Regions from separate parts of the Mus musculus genome. Here region 1 is linked to region 2. Evidence: chromatin contacts called from public promoter capture Hi-C data. All regions are on one chromosome and are shown on one strand. The core of a region is the stretch at or near the end of the contact, and the rest is flanking DNA. Distances in the headings are between cores, read along the strand shown.

Region 1 (3,245 bases), core at 398-2,897, 39 kb after region 2:
TCCTAAACTTACTATAGTAATTGTACCACTTATCTATCATCTGGCTATCTTCTTTCTTCTTTCTTCTTTCTTCTTCTCCTCCTCCTCCTTCTTTCTTCTTCTTCTTCTTTGTCCTGGGAATCCAACCAAGGGCTCAATTTCTCAGCCCTTTACACTTAACATACAGTTCAATGTAGTGGTAAAGTTATATACATTGCTGTGGAATATATCTCCTTAGCTTTTTATGTTACAAATCTAGCACTATGTACCATTAGTACTTTTCCATTTTCCCCAAACCCAGCCCATGGTTCTACTTTCAATTTCTGTGACTTTGATTGATAACTCAAATAAGTGAACTTGGACAGTATTTCTTCATTGTTGTTGTTCTAATAGTCACCTTATTTCCTTAACCATGGTTTCAAGGTTCAGTGTGTTGCAGCAAGTGGGAGAATTTCTTTCCTAGTGAAGGCTAAGTGAGATGTCATTGTTAGTTTGTATAACATCTTCAGCACCAGTTATCTATTGATAGGTATTGTGACCGCTTCTGCTTCTCAGCTGTTCTGAATGACATAGGAATACGTGTCTGTAGATGACTCTCTGAAGAGTCTGATTCCAAGTCTTAGGTTTATACATAGAAAATAGTACTAGTTTTGATTTCCCAAGGGAGCTCTGCGTTTTTCACCCATCAACATTATTTAGAAGTTCTCCTGTCTCGCCTTTCTCACTGACATTGCTGTTTATTGTTTGTTATTGGTATTAGTTGTAGTCTCTTAATGGGTATGAGAGATGAGTAATATTTGTATATTTTAAATTTTATTACATTTTTAAAAAATTGTGTATGTTTGTATGCATGCCATATTATATGAGTGCAGGTCAGAGGACAACTCGTACGGATATTTTCTTTCCTTCCACCGTGTGAATCCCAGGAGTTGAATTCAAGTCATCAGGCTTGGCAACAGGTGCCTTTTTTTGCTGAGCCATCTCACAGGCCTAATAGATTATAGGATATTTATTTACTTCATGAATTTCTAATAGGCAGCGTAATAGAGCAAATGCAAATGCTGAAATTCAGCTTAGGTAGGTTTTAGTTAGAATGGAGGGTATAGACTTAATACTTATTGTATGCAAATGAGTTCAGTGTAAACTTGACTTATGCGTATAAGTTATGGGTATTATGGGTATTATTTAGCAGACAGAACAAAACCCAGACTGTAACAAAAGAAGAACTTCTGTGAATGGTAGAGAATCAGGCTGTAGCACTGTGTCTCCTGTTGGTAGGAGTGTTATAGACTTAGAAATTGGTAGAGCCGGCATTGCAAGCTCATGAGCTACACAAGGAGAAGATCTGAAGCTTTTGACCTGTCAGTCAGCGAGGAGACTTGAAGAACAGAAAGCAACAATAGTTATAATCATGTGATTCACTGTGATGTCATGTGGGAAATGCTGAAACTTAGCTGTTAGGCAGACCTAAAACAAGACAAAATGCTGTGATTGGAATTGGAGAAGCATGTTTCTGATCAACATCAGGAAAACCTTTTGTCAACGAGAAGCATCCCCCAGAAACCTTCAGCTTCACAGGCTGGGATGCTGACAGGATCCTGCACAGAAAGGATACTCCTCCAACAGGCAGAACCTGGCAAAAGCAAGCCATACACAGACTGTTCCTCCCCACCATCTGTTCATACCAGTTTGAGAAAATAGACAAATGATTTCTATACACAATCACCCTAATGCATTGTAGTAGCTGACTTTGCTTGCAGAGGCACAGCCTACCCAGATGTTAAATGGAATAAATCTCCCCCTTAGGAAGAATCTAGAATCTTTGATTCTCCTGACTAATGAAAAGGTGGGTGGTACTCTTTTTTCATATTGCACAAGAGCCATGTGGAAGCCCCGTCTCTCTGTTCTCTTTGTTCCTCAGCACTTCCTGTCGCTCTGTTCTTCATTCTTGTCCCTCTGTTCTCTATCATGGTTCCTTGGTATTTCCTGCCTCTGTGTTCTTTGTTCCTGTCCCTCAGTACTTCCTACCCACGTGTTGATGCTTCATGTAGTCCATCCCATCTATGTGTTGTTGGTCTTGTCTTTATTTGACCTGTGCTTGCTCATGGCCCACTCTTTCCTCACTGAAGGCCAGTTTTCAGCACCTGTGATGTTTGCCTTTGCCTTTTCTCAAGAGCTCTGAGCTCTTTCATAGCAGTAACTACATATTCTTGATCTTTGATTTCTTTGTGCAAACCTCCAATATTTATTGGATGAAAGGAATTTATTATAAGTCTTGTAGGTGTGAGGTGATTTGGGGCTCATAGCAGAGCCAGCTGTATGTGTTTCTTTCAGTTAGGGCCCTGGGTGTAGTTGGAATGTGCATGGGTAGTAAAATCAGAGGCAAGCTGCCCTGACCCTTCTCTCATTCTCCTGCTTGCACTCTTGCTTCGACTTCCTCTCTCCCAGTTCTTCCCATCACCTATTCTGGAAGCCTGATTTCGCCCACCTTCCTCTGCTCACCCGTTTCTTACATTGTTTGTCTTCCTCCCCTGGTACTTTTAACACTGCACTTCCTTTTTATTGCTTACACTCACAGGTTTGGCAGGCTATTATTAGCATTGATCCCTGTGCTTAGATGAGGTTAGAACATCTCTTACTGGTTTCTGTACATTTTCTTGTCTCAGTACTTCTCTTCCTAGTCTTTCTATACTTGTGTAGTCCCTTGGTGTTGGCATTGTTGGTTGGTTACTATTTGAGCAGCACAGGTGCTGTTTGTGTTCTGGTTACTTTGCATTTTTGTGTCCATCAAGGGCATTTGCCATTATCCTGGGCAATTAAATGAGAATTGTAGCCCACAAGTCTCCTTGAGAACAGTGCTGATTTTCTTTGTATGAGTTGTTGTGAGGTTGCTTACTTTTGGCCTGTGTAGTTTCAAAGTGAAGCTCTGATCTATGTGTTACAATAAAAAATGGGTCTAGGGGCTGGAGAGATGGCGCAGAGTTTACAAGCATTAGCTGCTCTTCCAGAGGACACAGGTTCAATTGCCAGCTTCTGCATTGCAGCTCATAACTGCCTGTAACTCCAGTTCCCGGTTATCTGACACCTCCCACAGAGATATATGTAGGCAAAACACCAGTACACATACTTATACACATGTAGGCAAATGCCAATGTACATAAAAAACATCAAGTGTTTAAAAAGTGAGTCTAAAGAATTTTTCATAAAGTTAGTAATATTATTTTTTGCAACTCAAAAACACCAGCACACATATAAACCTTCAACAC
Region 2 (3,297 bases), core at 435-2,934:
AGGTAAGTTCTTTTAAAAGAACTCAGAGCTCAAGTCACTCTTTGGTTTTATAGTGGAAAAGGGGAAATCGGTGTAAGAACATTAGTCCTGCCTTGTTGGTTAATTACAAATACTTTCACGTTCCATCACTTCTGCAGGTTTTGAATTTATAAGTGAACTGTAGGTATAAACAGGACACATATCTGCTCAGTTTTATCTTATAGATCCTTCTGCAGAAAGCAGTGCTTTATCTTTTGTTGAACACAGTTGAATGAATTGACTTGGACAACTGACCACAGTATAACCATCTTAGTGTTTATCCTGATGTGTTATCTAGCTTGGAAAGGAAACACTGGAGACACGCAACAAAGAGAGGCAAGATATATTTGGTTTCATGGGCTGAGAGGTTTCGTGGCTCCATCACTTTCATGTCTCATGGCAACACAGAGGCACGTTGATGTAAAGGTAGAGAAAAGCTGCTCACCTTGGCATCCAGGAATCAGAGAAAGATGAAGAGGGACCTTAATGTCCTTTAAGAGAATGCTCATTTAATGACTTACGTTGTCCTATCAGGCTCTATCTTTTAAGTTCTACCAGCTTCCAATAGTAGCACTGGATAATGAATATGTCTATGGATGAATCCATTGACTAGGCTAGAACATTCCTTATACAATCACTTCCCAAAAGTATTCAACACATGAGTTTTGGCGAGACATTACCAAGGACTACATTACAGTCCTTTTAACAGCTACTCTGCTTTCTACTCTGATTTCTATTTTCTGTGATAAAACATTCTGGCCAAAAGGAACTTGGGGAGGAAAGGACTTTTTGGGGGAGAGGACAGGGCAAGAGGCGTATGTTTCCCATCTTGGTCCATCATTGAAAAATGTCAGGGCCAAGAGCTCAAGGCAGGAACTTGGAAGCAGGAGCCAGAACAAAACACTGCTTGCTCCCTATGGCTTGCTCAGCTTGCCTTTTTAAAAGACAACCTAGGACCATGTGACCCAGGGATGTCACCATCTACAATGTGCTAGACCCTCCCATTCCAATCTTTAATCCAGAAAAATGATCCACAGACTTCCTACAGAGCAATCTGATGGGGACATTTTCTCAATTTAAATTCCAGCTTCCCAGAGGGCTCAAGCTTGTGTCAAGTTAACAAAAAAAACCTAACCAGGATAACTGGTCTATTAAGGACTGGTAACCCAGTCTTGTTGAATGGAATGCAAGGCCCGGGGTCTGACTTGAACAAATCTGGTAAGAGGACTTGGTAGTCACAAGCCTTGGAAAGTAATAATCACTTTCCAGAAGGCTCCTCACCATATTACTTAAATACTTATATCCAATTCTCATCTTGAAATAGAGCAGACTCCTTGGCCTCTCCTTAGTTCAACCCTGGAACACTCATCCAGTAAGACTCAAAGGTTTCCCAGACTTTCTGGGTTGGTCTCGGCTGTGGTTAGCAAAAGGCTGTTTTGGAAATGCCAAGGCCTATTTCATTCTGCATCTGAGGAGATGCGGGAACCTCTGCCGAACGCAGAGATGGTGAGGAGGGTCGATGTGGCTACAGGCTCATCCTCATCTCGGAGCTGGAAGCTCCATGGCCTGGGGTTTGAGGCTTCCAGCCGGCGCCACAAACTTTGGGCCAATCAGCGCGGCCCGGTGGCCTGGGCTCCCCACCGCTCCGGCCGCGCCTGCCCCGGCCGAGGAGGGGCCTGGCCGCGGGGAGCCGAGGAGGGAGGTGGGGATTCTGGGAGCCGAGCTCATTTCCTCCTCCCGGCCGCCCCAGGCCCGCACCCCATCTCCACGTGCGGCGCCTCCGGAGCGCGGCCGAGCCACGGAGGATGCTGGGCATGTACGTACCAGACAGGTTCGCCCTGAAGTCGTCCCGGGTCCAGGACGGGATGGGGCTCTACACGGCCCGCCGCGTGCGCAAGGTGGGTGAGCGGCCCGCTCAGGCCGCGCCACGTCCCAGGGCCTGCGGGGAGAACGGGCCTGTAGGGAGCGGGTGTCTGGTTGTCTTTCGCGGCTGTGGCGAGAGGCTCCCATGGGCTGCAGTCTCCCCCAGCCCAGCGCCGGACGGCTCCTGAATTCTGAACAGTTGGCAGCCTGGTCATACCCCTCACTGCTTGTGCAGATGGGCCCTGGCAGCTTGCAGCCCAGTGCAGGCCCGGGAGCCACAGAAGCAGGCCTTCCCGACATTGCCATCCTGGGGGTGGTATCTGGATCTTCGGCCTATTTTCTTTGAGTTTTTGAATTTTATCCTGGCATTGGATCACCTTCCAGAACGGCACAGGCATGGGATCAAGTTAAGCGCAGGTTTCCCTGTCTGTGAGATGACCCACTATAGATGTTGGTTGTTCATTGGAGAGATGTAGAAGACAGGAAACCAGAGCGCTCCAAATCTTAAGTTATAACTTTAGAACATGGTGGCTTGAGCTATTGTGGGTTAGCAGACTTGAAATAGAGGAGTCAGGGCAGAGACATCTAGAGTAAGCAGATCCAAGGTTCACAGAGCAGGGCCAATGCTTGGTACTTTGTCCATATATATCATTTGACTTTACCCCTCAGTACTCTGGGGAACTGTCTTTTAGTTATCATTTAAGAGGTGAGCATAGGAATGCTGCAGTTAACCTGCCAAGTTAACGAATTAAGCTTCAAACCCATGGTTTCTGAAAGGAAAACATATGCTCTTTCTAGAACATTCTGTTATGGAACAACATGTTTATAAACCTTGCCCCTGACACGTTCCCGGCCTCTCCTCGCTGTTTTGATTTTGCCCTGTTAGCAGATACTTAGAAAAGCAGAGGTTCAGAGGGTAGTGTGTGAATGTAGCTCTGGGCTCACAACATGACCTACAAGAAGTTACCATAGGTCAAGTGGTCAAAACAAAACAAAACAACAACAAAAAACAACTCACATATTAAATGTAGACAAACAAAACACAGGAGTTAATACTTCATTCCATTTAGTGATGAGTTGGATAGATATTGCCACATGACGAAATGTCAAAATCAGCAGTCTTGCAAAGCCAAGTATCACCATCATCAAATGACTCCCATGTCCCATTGACATATGCTTCTGTTTAGGTCTTACAGCATGAAAAACCCCTAAATGGACTTTTCCTGAAGGTTTCTGGTGTAACTATAATTAAGAATAATTTTGTGCTCACGAATAGTAGGACACCAGACAGCTGTCCAAAAGTAAGAATTACTGCACAATCCTCCTTCTGCTTTACTCAGACCATTTTTTGGTAGTTGAGCAGGGCATTCTCTTTGACATTTTCATGTCCTTGTGTTGGGAGTACTCGTTGGTGTG

Evidence for each region. Promoter capture Hi-C pulls out the DNA fragments that hold promoters and counts their contacts.
Region 1: a promoter capture Hi-C map of hippocampal neurons shows a contact between it and region 2, with 2.8 times the contacts expected there. The contact joins the enhancer-like site here to the promoter of Prdm5 in region 2. A contact is called at or near these places in 2 of 39 promoter capture datasets (hippocampal neurons and macrophages) and 4 of 115 datasets of contacts at active chromatin or transcription factors (the SCID.adh cell line, embryonic stem cells and fibro-adipogenic progenitors).

What each region holds. Positions count from the first base shown.
Region 1 is chr6:65,816,619-65,819,863 of GRCm38.p6, forward strand. The region is part of intron 2 of Prdm5 (PR domain containing 5); the gene reads left to right. Among named protein-coding and RNA genes, the nearest start is that of Prdm5, 39 kb to the left of the region's middle. Within about 2 kb of position 1,648, at least 21 of the 459 cell types and tissues checked have an H3K27ac peak or open chromatin away from gene starts, as enhancers often do. A contact at or near this core is called in the SCID.adh cell line and hippocampal neurons, where this site is marked.
Region 2 is chr6:65,777,278-65,780,574 of GRCm38.p6, forward strand. It overlaps Prdm5 (PR domain containing 5), which reads left to right and starts at 1,685. Exons shown (of 15, transcript NM_027547.2): 1 at 1,685-1,916. The coding sequence starts at 1,824.